6 separate regions of the Mus musculus genome follow, and regions 1, 2, 4, 5 and 6 are each linked to region 3. A link is a contact called in public HiChIP or PLAC-seq and promoter capture Hi-C data. All regions are on one chromosome and are shown on one strand. The core of a region is the stretch at or near the end of the contact, and the rest is flanking DNA. Distances in the headings are between cores, read along the strand shown. Region 1 holds the start of Mef2a (myocyte enhancer factor 2A). Region 2 holds the start of Mtmr10 (myotubularin related protein 10). Region 3 holds the start of Tarsl2 (threonyl-tRNA synthetase-like 2). Region 4 holds the start of Klf13 (Kruppel-like factor 13). Region 5 holds the start of Mcee (methylmalonyl CoA epimerase). Region 6 holds the start of Asb7 (ankyrin repeat and SOCS box-containing 7).

What was found. Promoter capture Hi-C pulls out the DNA fragments that hold promoters and counts their contacts. HiChIP or PLAC-seq counts read pairs in DNA pulled down with a chosen protein or histone mark.
Region 1: a contact with region 3 is called in an H3K27ac HiChIP or PLAC-seq map of differentiating embryonic stem cells, with 9 times the contacts expected there. The contact joins the promoter of Mef2a here to the promoter of Tarsl2 in region 3. A contact is called at or near these places in 1 of 39 promoter capture datasets (pre-B cells), 1 of 484 Hi-C or Micro-C datasets (CD4 T cells) and 1 of 115 datasets of contacts at active chromatin or transcription factors (differentiating embryonic stem cells).
Region 2: a contact with region 3 is called in a promoter capture Hi-C map of pre-B cells, with 2.2 times the contacts expected there. The contact joins the promoter of Mtmr10 here to the promoter of Tarsl2 in region 3. A contact is called at or near these places in 3 of 39 promoter capture datasets (liver and pre-B cells).
Region 4: a contact with region 3 is called in an H3K27ac HiChIP or PLAC-seq map of cardiomyocytes, with 7 times the contacts expected there. The contact joins the promoter of Klf13 here to the promoter of Tarsl2 in region 3. A contact is called at or near these places in 1 of 39 promoter capture datasets (liver) and 1 of 115 datasets of contacts at active chromatin or transcription factors (cardiomyocytes).
Region 5: a contact with region 3 is called in a promoter capture Hi-C map of pre-B cells, with 4 times the contacts expected there. The contact joins the promoter of Mcee here to the promoter of Tarsl2 in region 3. A contact is called at or near these places in 6 of 39 promoter capture datasets (the C10 cell line, erythroid cells, hippocampal neurons and 2 more), 1 of 484 Hi-C or Micro-C datasets (the G1E-ER4 cell line) and 1 of 115 datasets of contacts at active chromatin or transcription factors (astrocytes).
Region 6: a promoter capture Hi-C map of pre-B cells shows a contact between it and region 3, with 11 times the contacts expected there. The contact joins the promoter of Asb7 here to the promoter of Tarsl2 in region 3. A contact is called at or near these places in 6 of 39 promoter capture datasets (the C10 cell line, embryonic stem cells, erythroid cells and 2 more), 1 of 484 Hi-C or Micro-C datasets (pre-B cells), 2 of 115 datasets of contacts at active chromatin or transcription factors (embryonic stem cells and large pre-B cells) and 2 of 9 other capture datasets (adipose tissue and liver).

The regions. Positions count from the first base shown.
Region 1 is chr7:67,371,547-67,374,246 of GRCm38.p6, forward strand. Mef2a (myocyte enhancer factor 2A) reads right to left here and starts at 1,312. Exons shown (of 11, transcript NM_001291195.1): 1 at 1,167-1,312.
Region 2 is chr7:64,286,347-64,289,046 of GRCm38.p6, forward strand. It overlaps Mtmr10 (myotubularin related protein 10), which reads left to right and starts at 1,324. Exons shown (of 16, transcript NM_172742.2): 1 at 1,324-1,495; 2 at 1,993-2,053. The coding sequence starts at 1,436.
Region 3 is chr7:65,643,552-65,646,251 of GRCm38.p6, forward strand. It overlaps Tarsl2 (threonyl-tRNA synthetase-like 2), which reads left to right and starts at 1,347. Exons shown (of 19, transcript NM_172310.2): 1 at 1,347-1,663. The coding sequence starts at 1,394.
Region 4 is chr7:63,937,603-63,940,302 of GRCm38.p6, forward strand. Klf13 (Kruppel-like factor 13) reads right to left here and starts at 1,313. Exons shown (of 2, transcript NM_021366.3): 1 at 365-1,313. The coding sequence starts at 944.
Region 5 is chr7:64,391,260-64,393,959 of GRCm38.p6, forward strand. It overlaps Mcee (methylmalonyl CoA epimerase), which reads left to right and starts at 1,363. Exons shown (of 3, transcript NM_028626.2): 1 at 1,363-1,584. The coding sequence starts at 1,539. It overlaps Mphosph10 (M-phase phosphoprotein 10 (U3 small nucleolar ribonucleoprotein)), which reads right to left and starts at 977. Exons shown (of 11, transcript NM_026483.2): 1 at 847-977. The coding sequence starts at 935.
Region 6 is chr7:66,688,147-66,690,847 of GRCm38.p6, forward strand. Asb7 (ankyrin repeat and SOCS box-containing 7) reads right to left here and starts at 1,415. Exons shown (of 6, transcript NM_080443.2): 1 at 954-1,415; 2 at 677-774. It overlaps Lins1 (lines homolog 1), which reads left to right and starts at 1,743. Exons shown (of 8, transcript NM_152815.2): 1 at 1,743-1,877.

The DNA.
Region 1 (2,700 bases), core at 62-2,561, 1.7 Mb after region 3:
ATTCTTAAAGGGAAAGTACTCTTGTGTAATATACACCTAATTACTGCTTTACAGAACCTCACTGTCATACAGTAATGGATGTTTCAAGAAAGACATAAGAGAAACACGATGCGCTGCGCTACAAACTTGAAAACTGTTATACAATATTAGTTTTAAAATAGTTGTCAACACATCGCAGCAGGTCTTTCTAATTTCAATTTCTGGAATCCCAATTTCACAGTAAACATACAGGTTAGCGCGACGGTGTAGTCAGTCTACACTCCGTTGCCTTCTGGATCATGATGACAGGGGCTTCAGAGCTCAGGGACCTATTTAAGGTCCGAGTGAGCAAGAATTTGATAGTTACACTTTTCCAGGGGGAGGGGGGAAATGCTAATTCAGAAAACGCTCACCTTTCCCAAACTTGTCTGCAATATCACTGATCTTTAATCCTCAACCGCCCAAAAACAGATGACATCGAACCCAAAGGCAAAGTTTCCATCTCACCCTGAGACCTAAGGCGGGATCTACCCGATTGCAAGGAGCGGGTCCCTTCTGCAGCCCCGACTCCCAAGACCTTTTCCCCGCACCCGCAGGTGCTCGAACCCGGCCACCGCCCGGGCCAGGTCCAGACACACAACCTAACGCCGATATCCCCACGGGAGAGTTCGACCCCCTACCTCCCGCCCCAGTGAACCAACCTTCCCCCCGAAGCAGAAGTGGGGGAACTTTAAGTGCGACCACAGGGCCGGACGCCCCCCGCACTGGCGGTTTACGGAGCGGGGAGACCCCGAGATCCGCGACGCTGGAGGAATGGACCGAGTGGCTCCGCGGCCCCCTGGGAACTCCGTCAACTTTCAGGGAGGAGCGGGGCGGCGCGGCTGGGGGCCCCAGAGGTGGCGCGCACAGGGAGGCGGCTCGCGACAGTCCCCCCCGCGGGCCCCCGCCGCCGCGCCCGCAGCCCCCCGGGCTCGCCCCAGGGCACCCCGCCCCCACCGCACGGGGCCGCGCCCCTCCGCTCTCCCGAGGGCCCGGCCGCCCCACGCCCAGCCTCGCCCCGGCGCCCGGAGCCGCGCGGGCACCCCTCCTCGGCCTCGCAGCCCCTCCGTGGTAGTGCCCCCCACTCCCAGCGCGGCCCGACCCCCTTCCCAGCCGCCGCCACATCCCCGCCGCCCGCGGCCCCTCACCGAGTCTCCGCTACTGCCGGCGGGCGCGCACACGCCGCAGCCCCGGCCCGGCCCGCCACAGCACTCCGCGCCGCCCGGAGCCGCCTCCTTCAGCCCGGGACTCGCCGGGACATCCGCGCACGGATCCCCACACCGGGGCTATTTTTAGGAGTCAGGCCTCGGCCAGGCCGGAACTCGTTCTTCGCGGCGCGCGTGCGCACTGCGAGGACGTCTTGGTGTCCCTCCGCGGGCCTCGCCTCTCCCTTCCTCTCGGCTTCCTCTCTTTCTTCTCTCCCGGGCTCTCCTTTTAGGGTATATTTCTGCTCTCGGTGGGTCCTGAAGGGTTTGTCATGGACAAGACGAGGGACTAGTCAGAGAGAGCCGCGCCTTCTCAACAGCTAGCGCTGTGGCACAAGGACAAGAGGGGCGGACTATGTTTTTCCGGGTGGGTGAGGCGACAGATCACCCGGCACAGGAAGGAGATGACGGCTGCTTGGCGCCGGGGCTGCAGCCTGGAGCGCGCTTCCCTCTTTGAAGGACCGTGTTCTCCTGGAAGGGATACTGGTCACTTGATGAGGGCCTGGGCGTGGCGGGCCGGTGGCGTCGCGCCCCCGCCGCCTCCTGGTCCAGCCCGGGCCCACGGCTCCGGTGACGCGGCGCGTGACTAGTCCCCGCGCTTGGTCCGTGACCACAGCCGAGAGGCCCGACCCGGCGGGACGGCCCAGACGCCCTGTGCGGTGCTCGGGACCGAGGCCAGCTCCCCGCCCTCGTGTGCGCCGGGCCTGCCCAAACCTCGGCTCGCCACGCCCTCACTGTGGTCGGGGCCACACCTGTGTCCAGGCCTGGACAGCTGCTGGGTCACCCCCGCCGGGCCAGCAGTTGGATGCTGTCCCTGGCCACCCAATCCCAGCAGGGGCTTGGAAAGCAGAAACACCTTGAGAATGAGGCAACCTGCCTATTTGGGCTACTAATACTAGCTAGTATGGATTAGTGGTAAACTGTATCTCACTTAGTACTCACATCGCAGTGAAGTTCACCTCATTTTCTGTTCCCATTCGGCAGATAAGAAAGGAAAACTGAGAACCACTCTGACCACGCAGGGTCACACAGCGTCAGAGAAGGGCCATAAGGATCTGAATTCCTAACTACTCGACGAACTGATTTTTCTGAGGGGAAAAGATGTCTTTGAGACAGCACTTGTATTTTGTTAACTTACTGATTTTGTCCAGAGAAGGCTTATGGGGGTGACTCTCTGCTGGTCCTCACCCCCAAAAGTTGCTACCGCTGTAGAGGTAATAAGAATGTGATGGCTGGTATCCGAACCCAGAGCTGCCCATGCAATGGGCACAAACCCTCATTCGAAAATGAGAGGCTCAATTCTGTGGTTAGGGCTTTAAAACAAGTCTTTGGGGGTGGGTGAGCAGATGTGCGGAGGAACTGGGAAGTTACAAAGGAAGCTGGAGGCTCTCTGGCTTCCTCCCTCAAGGACAACAAGGCAATGTGCTGGAGAGAGGCTGACACAAAGGCAGTACAGAGATACGAGATTACCAGACAC
Region 2 (2,700 bases), core at 74-2,573, 1.4 Mb before region 3:
TGGGGCTCACGTCAGTTTCCCTCTGACATTCATGATAAAATGTTGAGTTTGGACCACTATTTTTCAAAGTATAGGGGCATGGAATACCACTGGCCCCCTCCCACCAAAGTCTACTTCAGTTCAGAGGCACAACAAATCTAGACATACCCTATGCTGTGCTGAAGTTGGACAGCCCTTTGCAGCTAAGTGGCAGATTCTCATTTCCACAACCTACTGTATGAATGAAGGGAAAAGGGAAAGAAAAGAAAGGACATGACTACTCTTTGGTATGGTGGAGGAGAAAGTTTTTTGTAGATAAAAGGGAGATCATAGCCAGAGGCAGAGAAATCTGGGAGAGTTCAGAGTAGACTTGACCATGAGCCATGTGAGGAGAGCAGGGCAGGAAGGGGGAGAGGAGAGAGAGGAAGAAGGTGTAGCAGCCAAGAGGGCAAAAGGTGAAAGAGATCAGTCATTAAATAACCAAAATGACTGGATTTTATAGAGAAGAGCCTCTGGGGAAGGGCAGCCCAGTCCCTGGGTTGGAGAGTCCCTGGGTAGAGGGTTGGGTATGCTAACCATAACAGGTCCCATAAAAGCTAGGGACTAAGGGATGCTGAGAGAACCTGGAAGCCAGGTATGCTATATGTTAAACAGGCACCTGACCTATTAGTCCCAGGGTTTGAAATTTAACAGTGTTTGGTTCCCACCAGCGATGGGGTCTTCTCTCCCTGGAATTCTGTTAACTTACCTGTTGAATAGCATCTTTATAAATGAGGATGGAAAGGGGCGTGGGGAGACAACTTGCTTAATATCCCTTTTCACTTAAAGTTTAACGAGAAGAATAAAATCAGAAAACTAAACTGGGGGTTCTGGTTTGCCAGCCAGTATCATCTGTCCCAGGCACTCAGCACAAGCCAAGCCTCAGAACCTCAAGGAAACCAGTGGTTAAATCAATTGGTAGCAAGAGGTGAAAGAAAAGTCTTCCCTCCTTTAATATAGCAGCCATCGCAGATGCCGGAGGACTCGGGTCCTGGAACAGCAGCTACCGTGCACACTGACCACCACAGGCCATTGCAGCTTCGCGAAGCCGGCATGACCCTCGTGAGTCGCAGTAGGCCTGTGAAATCCTCCGTGACCCCTGCGGGCCTCCGTAGAAGCGCGCTCTCAAGATGGCCTCTCGGGTCCCCGTGGCGCCCCACTCCAGCGTCGCGCTCCGTGACAGTACCGCCTAGAGACTGAAAGCTTTGACTGCAGCTCCGCGCGAGTCGCTTCCGGGGATGGGCGTGGCTCCACCAGGCTCCGCCTATTTCGGGCGGGCGCTCGGCCTGGTCCGTCCCCGCCCGTCAGTCCGCCCGGCGGGGCGGGCCGCAGACCCGGCCTGGGCAGCTGCACCGGGAACGCTGAACCGGGAGACTTCTGACCGGCCATAGGGCCGGGGCGCACAGGCGGCGGCACCATGTTCTCTCTCAAGCCGCCCAGACCCAGCTTCAGGTCCTACCTCCTGCCGCCGGCCCAGGTAAGCGCTCGCGACCCGGCGGGGGGCTCGGGACCCAGACGAGTCGCCGGCAAGCGCGCCTCCCGGGAGCCACGGGCGCAGTAGAAACTTGTAGCGCTCCGCGGCGGCGGCCATTCTCTGGCCGAAGTCCTGCGGTCCCTAGTCCTGCCGTGTGACGAGATCGTAGAACCGTCCGGAGCTGCATTTCTTTCCTTCCTTCGGGGCTGGGCACCGACCCTGCGGTGACTGCCAGATGGTTGCAGCGCTGTGGACACCTCGCAGAGCTTACCTGTCTCATAGCTGTGAATTCTTGAAAGCGGCTTGGGCTGTTGTAAATATGTTTATTGTGAGGCTCTCAAGTCGACGAGAAGATCTTAAAACGATCTCTATTTGGACCTGAAAGAGTTTTTAGTAGGGGATATATGTCTGTTGCATGTGTCATCACTTAGAAAATCTGCCTTAGTATCTTGTGACAGGGCGGTGTTTGGATTTTGCTTTATTTTGTTCCTGTATTTCAGACTGACGATAAGATCAGTTCCGAACCGAAGATTAAAAAGCTGGAGCCGGTCCTTTTGCCAGGTAAATTTCAGAATTTGAATGTGCCTTGGACTGAGATTGTACGGAATGGTATTGTGTAGTTCTCTTTCCCTTTCCATTATTTTTAACTTTCTCCAGAGAGTTGGCTAGACATAATTGATGTTTGTCTCGGAAAGTTTAAAGTACAATAGAAGACTTTCAAGAGAATAACTACCTCATTTCTTTTCTGTCTCCTGAAAGGGTAGTTTTGAAAGATGAATCTAATTGCTTGGGTAGTGAAAGTTCTTATGCTTTCCATATGTGTTACCACCTAATGAAATCATGATTAATAATCCAATCATTTTAATGTGTTTTGATAGTATGAAAAGCATGTCTGTGTTCTAAGATAATGACAAAGCTTAGCAGACATTGACTGACTCTGTAATTGGCTTTTGAAGTTGTCAGCTGTCTGCAAGTTTGCTTCTTTCAGTTTAGAACTTTGTTTCCCAGTAGAGACACTATTGACCTTTCAGGCTGGGCAATTCTTGTGAGAAGCTGTCCTGAGCTGACAGCCATCCCTACCTCTTTGGCCTCTTATCAGTTCCATGATAGTGGTGCCCCCATCTTCTGCTAACTGCTAACATCCTCAGTACAACCAGAATGTCTCCAGGCATCCCCGTGTGTGTGTGTGTGTGTGTGTGTGTGTGTGT
Region 3 (2,700 bases), core at 97-2,596:
CGTTCATGTCTTGGCACATTCTAGGAACTTAAGAACAGTAAAAGCCAACTTTTGTTCTTGCCACAGGAAGCTTCTTGCTCATGGTTATAAGAGAAACAAAGTCATGTGTGAACTTATTACTGGAGTCTTTAGAGTCAAAGCCTGGCTTCTGGAAGTTTCAACGACATAAGCTCAGCTAACCCTCTGAAACATGCCAATTAAAATGACAGTTAACAATAAAAAGCAGAGAAAGGAGATTTATTCATTGTGGTTACAGTGGGAAGATGAACAGCTACAGGGGTTCAGCCACCTACCCCAAGCCCGTCATTGGGGTGCTAATATGAGGTTTAAGTTTAAGTAGAGGCCAGTGGTGGAGGTGTGGCTCCATCATCGGCTTAGTTCCAGTCTGTCCAGCAATTCCTAGGGCAACTCCTCCCCCAGGGGGCAGCAGGGCTTCAGCCCTTTCCTGCTCCAGGATGAGAGCTTAATTCTTTGCGGACCACTGTTTCCAAAGTCCGATAGCACAAATGTTTCTACTTAAAATAATCTTAAGACAGTTATAAACAGCATTTGCTCTAGACTCAAATAGTGAACAATGTTGTGCTGGCCAGGCTGAAGTTTTTGTAGTGCTCTTCTGTGTGTCCTTGCCAAGTGCCACTGTATTTGCACAGCCTTGGCATGAAGGTCTATTTTCAATGGCCGCTTTTCAGAACCTGTTTGCACAGTGTGGTGACTGCAAGAATTTAAGAGGGGAATGAAAGAAATCCATCAGGCTTTGCTAACGGTTTGGACAATCTGGTCAAGAGACGCACCTCCTCTGGGCTTCAATATCTCAAACTCCAGTTTCATTAGACTGAACACACTTCCAGTAGCACCTGGACATGCCTCCAAACGCTAAAGATGCCCATCCGGTGGTCCCACTCCTGCTGCCTAGGTCCAGAGCGTAGTTCTCAATCCTGCAGTGCACCCAACATTGGCCGTGTTCCTGCCCGTGCTCCCTGCCACACTCCCCTGCCCATTTTCCTTGTTTTATGAAGCATTGCTCAGCCGTCTCATCTTCCCCAGCGATGATGCCGCGCTGTCTCATCGCTTCTCCTCTGAAATGATGCCTACCCTTGCCCCTCCCATCACTCCTGCCCCGCCCTTCATTATCCTATAGCCCGCCCCTCTTCTTTGCCCATCGCCTGGCCTCTGCACAGTTGCCCCGATATGGCCCCGCCTCTTGCCCGTGCATCGCTCCGCCCCATGCAGGGATACCCAGCTCCAGCCCCGCCCCTCTTCCTCCATCGCCCCGCCCCATATAGTGATGCACCCCCACTTCACCCCGCCTCCCGAAGTCCTTCAGCTCCGCCCCGCCCCGTCTCCTTGTCACTCTGGCTGGGCTGGCGGGCTCAGGTGGCACAGGGAAGCTACCATGGCGGCCCAGGCCCTGGCGGCTCAGGCGGTGGCCTCGCGCCTGCAGCGGCAGGAGGAGGACATCCGCTGGCTGTGCGCGGAGGTGCAGCGCCTGAGGGACGAGCAGCTGCGCGGGCCCGAGCGGGGCCAAGCCGAGGGCCCGCGCCTGACACGCGAGGTGGCACAGCTCCAGGCGGAGAACCGCGACCTGCACCAGCGCCTGTGTGGCCTGCGGCTGCGCCTGGCGGAGCAGCGCCGCACCGAGGCCGGGCGAGCGGCGGCGCACGAGGTAACCGGCGGCCCAGGAGTACGCACTCAGCGGGTTCCAATTCTGCACCCGGGTGCGGACAGGGCTGCAGGGTGTGTCCCCGCCCGCGCCCTGCCCACTGCCCACGGCCTGGGGAACCGCTAGGTTTCCACCAACCTCCTAACTGACCAGCTGGTATAATTTCTCAGCTCTTCATTGGACAGACTGCAAACAACATTTTTTCCCTCCAGTAGCAGATCAAACTGAGGTGCATGCCTCTAATCCAGAACTCTGGAGGCTGAGGCAGGAGGATGGCTGAGAATTTAAGGCCCGCCTGGAGTAAATATTGAGAATCAGGTCGGCCAGGGCAATATGAGAAGACGCTGTCTCAAATAAAAACTTTTTAAAAGGCCGCTTCAGTGTTTAAGAGTCACAGTATCCTTGGAGAAGAGGACCTAACAGTTTCTATTCTCTCTGCTGGCTGGTTCTGTGCTATCTGAAGACAGGTTATTTTTACTGTCTTATTTTGGTGGTTTGCTTTGAGGCCTATATGTGATCTGTATATTTAACAGAAGTATTTGATTACAGTATTTTCATGTTTTAGAAGATTATTAAGTAACAAATTAGAAGAATTTTTTTTCTAAGTTCTAAAGGCTTTCTAAAACTGAGGGGTTTTTGGTTTTTGTTTTGTTTGTTTGTTTTGTTTTTGCTCTGGCAACATCTAATGAAATAGTGCAATGAATAAGAGTCTGGTGGCAGCCACAATTTCCAGTGACATTATTTGTTTAAAGTTTAGGGAAGAGTGACAGAGAGACACAGAGACTGTGTGTGTTGCAGGCTATGGGACCCATGGCCTTGTGAATACTGGGCAGTGCTCTATTACTGAGCTACACCCCCAGTTTTAATGTGCTCGGACAGATAGGGCTGAACTCTGAAACCAGATCCCTGAGGGTTATAAGTAGATCCTGGTTCCCACAGCCCAGCCGGGACTCTCCAACCATGGGCCCTGCCGTGAGCTCTCTGGGTTTCCTCCTTCCCCGGGTTTCTCATGTACTGCTCTTGCCTCCCATTATCTTTCA
Region 4 (2,700 bases), core at 63-2,562, 1.7 Mb before region 3:
AGCACCTACGCCCCAAAAGGGAGCGCCGCCTGCCCCCCCCCCCAACCACCTCTAGCGCACCTGCCCGCGCCGCCCGCAGCCCGGATGACGACATCTACCCCCGCGGCCCCGCCCCAAGAGCCTGGGAGGGGGCGTGCCCGATGGGGGCGCGGTCGCCGAGAGGGCGCCGGCTCCAAGCGCCACGGCCAGCGTCACGCGAGGCCAGAGCGCCAGGACAGGGGCGCGGCTGCGATCGCCCTCAGCTCATGGCTCCCCGCCCTCGGCCCCGGCCCCCTCTAGCGCTGGGCCCGAAGCTCTGGGGGCGTGGCCGGTCCCAAGCAGTCCCTAGTCCGCGCGTTCGCGGCGTCCCCGCCGCCCCACTGACCTGTGTGAGTTCTCAGGTGCGCCTTGAGGTGCGAAGATTTCCCGTAAACTTTCTCGCAGCCCGCGTAGTGGCACTTGTGCTTCCTCTGCGGGGACTCGAGGTCCGCGCGGCTCCGGCCTCGCCGACCCCTTTGTCTGAGGCCAGGCTCGCCGCTCCCCGCGGGGCCGGGCTCCTGCTCCAATGCCGCCTCCGGCTCGCTCCACGCGGGGCTGGGGGGCGCGGCCGGCGCGCCTGCTTGTCCCGGGGAGGCGGGCTCTGGGCCGGGTGGCGGCGCAGGGGGCGCAGGCGGCAGGCGGCAGGGGGTCCTCGCCTTGCGCGCAGCGGCCCCTTCTCTGCGTTCCGCGGGGGCGGGCGCCGGCGCCTGCTGGTTGAGGTCCGCTAGGATCCGAGCCACCACGAAAAGCGAGGCGCTGTCCTTGCCGTCGCGGCGCTCGTCAACGCGGGGCAGTGTGGGGGCGGCGGCGGCCGCGCCCTCGGGCCGGGGTTCAGGTCCTTCCCGCGGCTCGTGCACGACTGCGCGGCTGGACATGGACACGAGGCACTCGGCGGCAAAGTGGTCCACATAGGCGGCGGCTGCCATGCTGCGGGCTAGGGCGCGCGGTGCTCTCGCAGGAGTCGTCAGCGGCGCATCCGCACCCACGGCCTCCGGGAGCGGCGGGGGGCGGGGGCGCGGCGCGCCCTCTTCTCCGGCTGGGCTGGGCTGGGCTAGGCTGGGCGCGTAGCCGCTTCTGCCGTCACCCGCGCGGCTCCGCGTCCGCCTGGCCGGGCACTGGAGGGTGAGCGCATGGGGGGCTCCAGTAAGGAGGGTCCGCGTGCGGCGTCAGAGTCGGCCTGTCTTAGGGACGTCGAGCGGAGGCGACGTTAGGCACGACCCCTGCAAGTTGTGGTCGCAGTTCCACCGTGCATTGTGGCAGGCGGGACAGCCTCCGTGCGCGCCGCGGCTCGGTGTGGGCGGACCGGCCCCGGGGGTGGGCGGGGCCGGGGCCACATCTGGACCCGACGTCAGCCCCCAGCCACATCCTGGCGGCGCAGGTTACAGGCGGCAGCGGCCGCAGGGAGCAGCGCGCACGAAGGGGGCGGGGAGCCTGGAGCGCCTCAGGAGGGGCGTGGCCAGTGGTAGACGCGAACTCCATTGGCTCTTGAGTACTTTATGCAGCCAATCCGGTCCTCGAGAGGGTTCTACTGGCCGCGGGACCTGCGCGCGCCAGTGGGCGTGCCCCTGGGCCTGCAAGAGGAGGGGCGGAAATCGGAGCCGGGCGCGCGGCGCGCAGACGCATGACGTCCGAGGGTGGCGGGCCGCTGTGTAGCGGCGCAGGGCTGGGGCGCGTGCCTCCCGCAGCGGGAACCCCGCCGGCCCTTTCCATGCCAGAGCTTTTGTGAGCAGGCAGCAGTGGGTGGCACGAGGATGGCAACACTGAGCAAGACACCCTGTGGTCGCTCCGCCCGCCGGGAGTGCGGGCAAGGTGGCGTATCGGTCCCTATGGGACCTAAGCGGCCGACCTCGCCTATGGGCGGGACATTACCGAGCCTCACCCCACCGCAGCGGAGTTCTCTGGTGGCCGGGTTTGCATTGCCCATCTCCAGCCACCTCCTCACCCCGCTCCTATTGAGCTCCGGTTCTCTACGCAACCTTGGCCCGAGCCTTGTCACCACTGGGGCCGCCCCGCCCCCGCGCGGCCGAACTGCCCTTGAGCCTATGTTAACCTGGCTGATGCAGGACCCACCACTGCCAATGCTGAGGGAGTGAGCTACGTGCTGGGGCTGCGGTCGCGGCTGTTCAGGGAACACGGGGCCCCTTCCTCCCCCTTCCTGCCCCAGGCCTGCTGCCAACTTCTCCAGGCCGCCCCTCTCCCACCGCGGTCCTGGAGGCTTCAAACACCACCAGCTGCGAGGACCCCGCCCAGGGCGCCCCACCCATCCACTGTCTGGGCCTCTGAAGGAAATGCTCCGCTGCGTCCTGCCGGGGCCTTCCAACTAGGCCACCTTGCTCTAAAGTCTAGACACACATTCATGTTCTTTCCTCTCTGAACACTAGGCCATCATCAGAGAGACCCGTAGCTTCCAACTGCCTTTGAACCAATCTTAACACACTCAAAAGACTTTGGCCGCAACTGGCCTCTGACCTGTGAGGGTAGGATCAGCAGCCTCTCCTTTTCATTGTGGATGATACCTTAAAATAAGTCAGCCACCAAGTCAGGGAGACCCGACTGCCGGTTGGTCGACCCCAGTGAGCTAAAGAAGGGTCAGTCACCTCACTACTGGTGAAAATTAAGAACCATGGCTCTGATTTCAAGTTCTTCCCCAAGTTAAATGGGAGCCTAAAATAGAAAAGACTT
Region 5 (2,700 bases), core at 113-2,612, 1.3 Mb before region 3:
TAAAAAATAATAAGTCAGAGTCATAATTTTACAGAACTTAATCAAAGTGCTGGGAAGAAAGAAGTCTCTCCTATTTTTTTTAAATTTATTTTTCTTTCCTACAAAGCATCCCAATTGCAGCCTCTTCTCCCTCCTCACCTCCTCCAGATCCACAGTACTCCTCCGTTTCTCTTCAGAAAAAGTAGGCTTCCAGAGATATCAACCAAACACAACCCCTCATTTCAAGGCAATCCGGCAGGGGTACAAGAGCTCCAAGAGCCTACTGCCACTGCTACAAGTTCCACAAAAATCCCAAGCTTAACAATCACAATATATATGCAGAGGACCCAGCGCTAACCAGCGCAGGCTCCTTGATAGCCAGTAAAGTCTCTGTGGGCCCCTCCCTGAGCCCTGGTTAGTGGATTCTGTGGGCCATGTTCTTGTGGTGTCCTGGGACCCCTATGGCTCCTACAGTCACCCCTCCTCCCTCTTCTGCGGGCTTCTCCGAGCTTCGTCTACTGTCTGGCTGTGGGTCTCCACCACAAGTCATGAAAATGCATTGACAAGCAACAAGTACGTACTTTCAGTGTGTATTTTGGGGACAAATTCAGAAAGCATATTCCGCCCTCAATGAGCCTCTCTGGACGCGAATAACTGGGCTTAGTGCAATAGCCCACAACTAGGAAATCTGCACCGAGCCGCTTTTACTTTTAGCATTTTGACAGGCCAACGGAGCAAAAACTGTCTGAAGTTGGGGCTAAGCGACCTGTACTTTCCCTTCCTGGCTTTCAGAAGTTGCCATATGCTGGCCCGCCCAGCACCGGTGAGATGCGCGCTGCTCTCTCCCAGACCTGGATCTGTACTTACGTGAGGAAACACTCCGGTCGGTTGGTGGCTTTCCTGATTTCCCTCAGACACCGTTCCAGAGTCTGTCGACGAAACACGCGAGGCGCCATAGCTACACACTACGGCACCACGCGAGTGCTGCGAGCCGGCCGGCCGGCCGGAAGCAGTACGCCAAACACACGCCTTATGCAACCTGAAGCTCAGAGCCTAAAGTTCCGCCACACACAGGTTCCGGCCTATAGCCGCAAACACTTCTATTGGGCATGCGTAGGGGTGGGGCAGACCACCGAAAAGAGCCATTGGTCATCTCAAGCGCCTTGGCACTTTCTCCAAATGTTTTGTATTTCTAAGACCACAGTGGTGTCGCGTGATTGCTTTCTGCTTTTGCATTCGATACAATAAGTATTTTAATGTAACGAAAAAGAAGGTCGCTTCACGCCGCACCCGCCACTCCCCCGCTCGTCCCGCCGTCAGTCAAGCTCCGCGTCTCGTGACCCCGCCCCAGGTCTCACGCCCCGCCCCTTGCTCGCCCAGCTCTCTTCAGCGGTCTAGCTCCCTGAAGGGTATTGGGCACCCCGGACTCGCGCCCCGTCCCTGCCCCGTTTCCACGCCCACTTCAGCTTTGACACGCCCCGGGCCTCAGTCCCCGCCCCCTGCCCACTCTCCCAGTTGTCTCTGCCCTAGGTCGCTGTGCAAGCCTGTAGCTTCTGGACATGAGGCGTGTAGTGAAGGCCGCCGCGTTGGCTGCGGGCGCTACAGGTGAATACGGGGCACCATCAGGGGCTCCGGGTGCGGGGCACGCTGGACGGGAGGCCGCGGGTGGCCAAGGCCTGGGTCTGAAGTGTTGGGCTCCCGGAGCTGCACTCTCTTAGCACGGGAGTTCCTTATTGTCCTCTGTGCACAGGGGTTGCCCTTGGCAAACGTGGACCAAACAGGTAATCTGCCTAGGAACACAGCAAGTCAGGACTTGCAGTAAATCTAGAGGGGACTTGAGTTATTTATTATATGTGTGCTCTAAGAGATAGGAGAAAAGAGCAAAGTGGCGAGTCCTGAAAGTGACTCCAAGCCTGTTTTACACACGTACCACACTAAATGTTTTCATCTGACATGAGCAGGAAAGGAACAAGCGGAAGGATTTGTAAGTTCCTTGAATTCTTTCGACCTCCATCTCTTTTATCGATAAGCAGAATCTTGGTGACAGATGCCCAACTTTCCCGCCTGTCTCACTTTCTCTTCCATTTTCTTCTTTCTTCATGATGGCAGTTACTACCCTCAGTCTGAGATTGTCTACCTGGAAGAAAATATACGGCAGTATGGTTCCAGAGTTACTCTGCTACAATTGTGACAAATCCATTAGCTAGCATGCTTAAAGGGTGTTAGGCGAATGAACTGGAAGGCCTGGAGAGTTCTGTCTGCTCACCTGTGGAAACTAGTCATCTTTCCAAGTCTGCTCTTAGGTTGAATTTGGTTTTTGTGGAACCCTCTAGCCTTTCCAGTCAATCACAAAATTCCTCGTCTGCATTAACAAACAAGTCTCCAAGGCAAAGTCATGGGCCACAAACACCCCACCCCCCCACCCCCCCACCCCCGCGCAAAAAAAATAAATAAATAAAGCTGGGCATGGTGGCGCACACCTTTAATCACAGAGGCAGTGGTAGGTGGATTTCTGAGTTCGAGGCCAGCCTGGTCTACAAAGTGAGTTCCAGGACAGCCAGGGCTATACAGAGAAACCCTGTCCAAAAACAAAAACAAAAACACCTTAGTACTGTGTGTATGTATATTGTAGCAAAAGCCAGAGCACAAAAGTGAAAATGATTTTCTGATTAACAGTTAATGCTGGAGTTTTGCTAATACTCCCTGTTGTATATATGCCGG
Region 6 (2,701 bases), core at 165-2,664, 1.0 Mb after region 3:
TCATAACAACTCCTGGTGTCCATCCACTTTTCTCACACAAACACACAAGAACACCCATAGTAAACTATATACTTTGTTTCCGGGGCTAATAGTGCTTTTATACAGTTCCTATACTGTTCCCATTCTTAAGCTACACACATTCACTTGTTCCAGGAAAACCAAATCCAATTATTTTCTTCAAAACCTGTAAGTTTCAGTCCTCCTGTTCACCTTCTGCTACTAAGTCATTATCAGTTAGGTAACTCTGAAGCTTTCCTGATGGAGGCATAGAGAGAAAAAAATGTACATGGGCAAAACAGTAAACTGTGGTTTAATTAAAAGCAGAATCATTCAGAATTAACAAGCAATTAACATGGAATTGAAGAATTCCTATGAGAGTATGTAAGGCGGGGAACTACAAAAAGGTCTCCAAGCCTCCGAGCAGAGTACATGACACAGTATACCAAAAGATAATGCAAAACACGGAAACGCTCTGATCAGGTCCCAGAAGACGTTTCTGGGCTAGAGAAGTTACTGGGGTGTTAAGGACCAGGCATGGGCAGTGCTTCTGGTTTTGCTAGGAAACTAGGATCTAAGAAAGCTTGCATTCCCAGGCAACCACCCTGGAAATAAAGCGTTACTTAATGAGGTAGGGGCCAGGAGTAAACAATGGGGGAAGGGAGGTCTGCCTCTTTACCTTTCAAGAGGATGCTGGTCCAAAGCACTCTGTTTATTGCTCCTCTGGTGGGTGGCCAGACCCCTTCTACTCGCGAGTGTCCTCCAGCAAGCTCAAACCTGGAAAACAGAAACCGATCAGTGGTGCAGTGATCCAGGGGCGAGGAGAGGGCTCTGAGGATGGGGGAGCTTAGCAAAGGCTGGAGGGTGGCAAGGGCAGGCAGGCTAGAGCAGGGCTTCTCCCCCAACCCCCACCCAGCCAGCCCCCTCCCCTCAAGGGAGGAAGAAACTGACTTTACCTGTGTCCTCAGTTGCAGCTCCTCTCTCTCCTTTCAGCCTCCTGCACATTCACCAACTTCTCCATTGAAGAAACACCCCAGGCAGGGCCGGACACCGTGTTCCTGATCCTCCTGGGTGCTTCACGGCCCCAACCCAGAGAGCATCCAGATAGTCGATCAGGCTGGGGGTGGCGGTCTTGGCCTCGGAGCAGCCTCCGGGAAGGGGCGCTGGGAGGAAGTGCCGGCTGGGTGGGGGGGGGGGGGGGCAGTCCCGGTCCAGGGGCTCAGACCAAGGGTCTGCCGCGCGCCGGGCCGGAGGCTTTCAGCTACCGAGGGACTCAAGAGGTCTGGGGACAGAGAGACCCTAAGTCATACCAGGTCCGAAGTGTCAGCAGCAGGGTGTCCCGACAGGGGGCTTTCGGGATGCACTTTGCACTGGGCCACCCCCGCCCCCTCCTTCCAGCACTTTGGGGTCACTGGGATGGGACCAAGCCTTCGACAGCCAATCAGCTGCCGCACTGGAGCCTGCGCTCCAAGCCGTAAACCAGATCCGCGGTGGGTGGGGGTTGGGGTAGGGGGTGGGGGCGACTTGGTTGGTTGGTTGCTTCCTTCTCCTCACACAGATGCCCCCACCCCCTGGCTGTCGTAAAGCTGCCCGCGGATTCGCGACAGTTAGAGGAGGCGGGCTAATAGAGGCTGGGACTTGTCTCCGATTGGTCGCTCTCCCTTCGTCCCCTCCGCTTCCCCGCAGCGGTTCTCCAGGCTCCACCCCCAGCCTGGAGACTCTAAGCGGTTGCTAAGAGACACTGTACTACGAATGGGGCTTCTACGCCTGCTGAGGGAGGGGCCGGCAAGGCCTTCCGTGGAGTACGGTGGCCTGGAGTAGGCAGCTGTGGGCACGAGTGGCCGGGCGATGGCTGCGTGGCCCGGCGGGATGGCAGCCAGGTAAGCAGGAGCCCAGGTTGAGCTGGGTGGCTGGAGCGACACGTGCGTGGCAGGCTGAGCGACGGGGGAGGCGACAGGGCCGAGAGCAGGCGATGAGGGCCCCTACTCGTCGTCGCTCTGCGGTGCTTCTTGGAAGCGAGTGGCGATGTTTGGTGCATCTGTCGGTCTCTGAGACCCGGTTAGCTTCCAGGCTGCCTCGCCCAGCCTGCGAGAGAGCACGCTCTTTGGGATCGCGAGGCTGGTTCAAGGGCTTGCCTGCGAGGATAGCGACCCTAGTGGTTTCTTGTGAATGAAAAGAGCCGGGGGAGGGGGGCGCAGAGTGGGCACATTGATACATTGTTTAAATGCATTGATTCTTTTAGCAAGTGTCTACTGGGTTGACACTACTCTAGTTGTTGGGGAGACTTTGTGAACTTTTCTTTCCTTTCTTTCTTTTCTTTCTTTTTTTTTCTTTTATCTTAACAAGAGAAGATGAAACTGCAGAATGATTAGGGAAAAAAAAAAACCCACAAAGTAATGGAATACAGTTTGACTAGGATGCGCTAGACTCTTAGATTGTGAGCCAGGTCTCCCAGAGAATGACATTTATGCTCTGTGAATGACAAAAAAAACTAGCCAACAAAGATCTGAGGGAAGGCCTTTACAAGCAGTTAATCTGAAGTGCAAAGCCTTTGGTACTTTAATAAGTTTAGGGGAACTGTGACTGAGTAAGGGGAAGAAAGATGGAAATGAGATTAGGGGGTGTGGGCAGACTGCAGATTTTGCAGGAATGTATAGGTCATGCCAGAATGATTCCCGTTTCTATGTTTTGCATTGATCACATA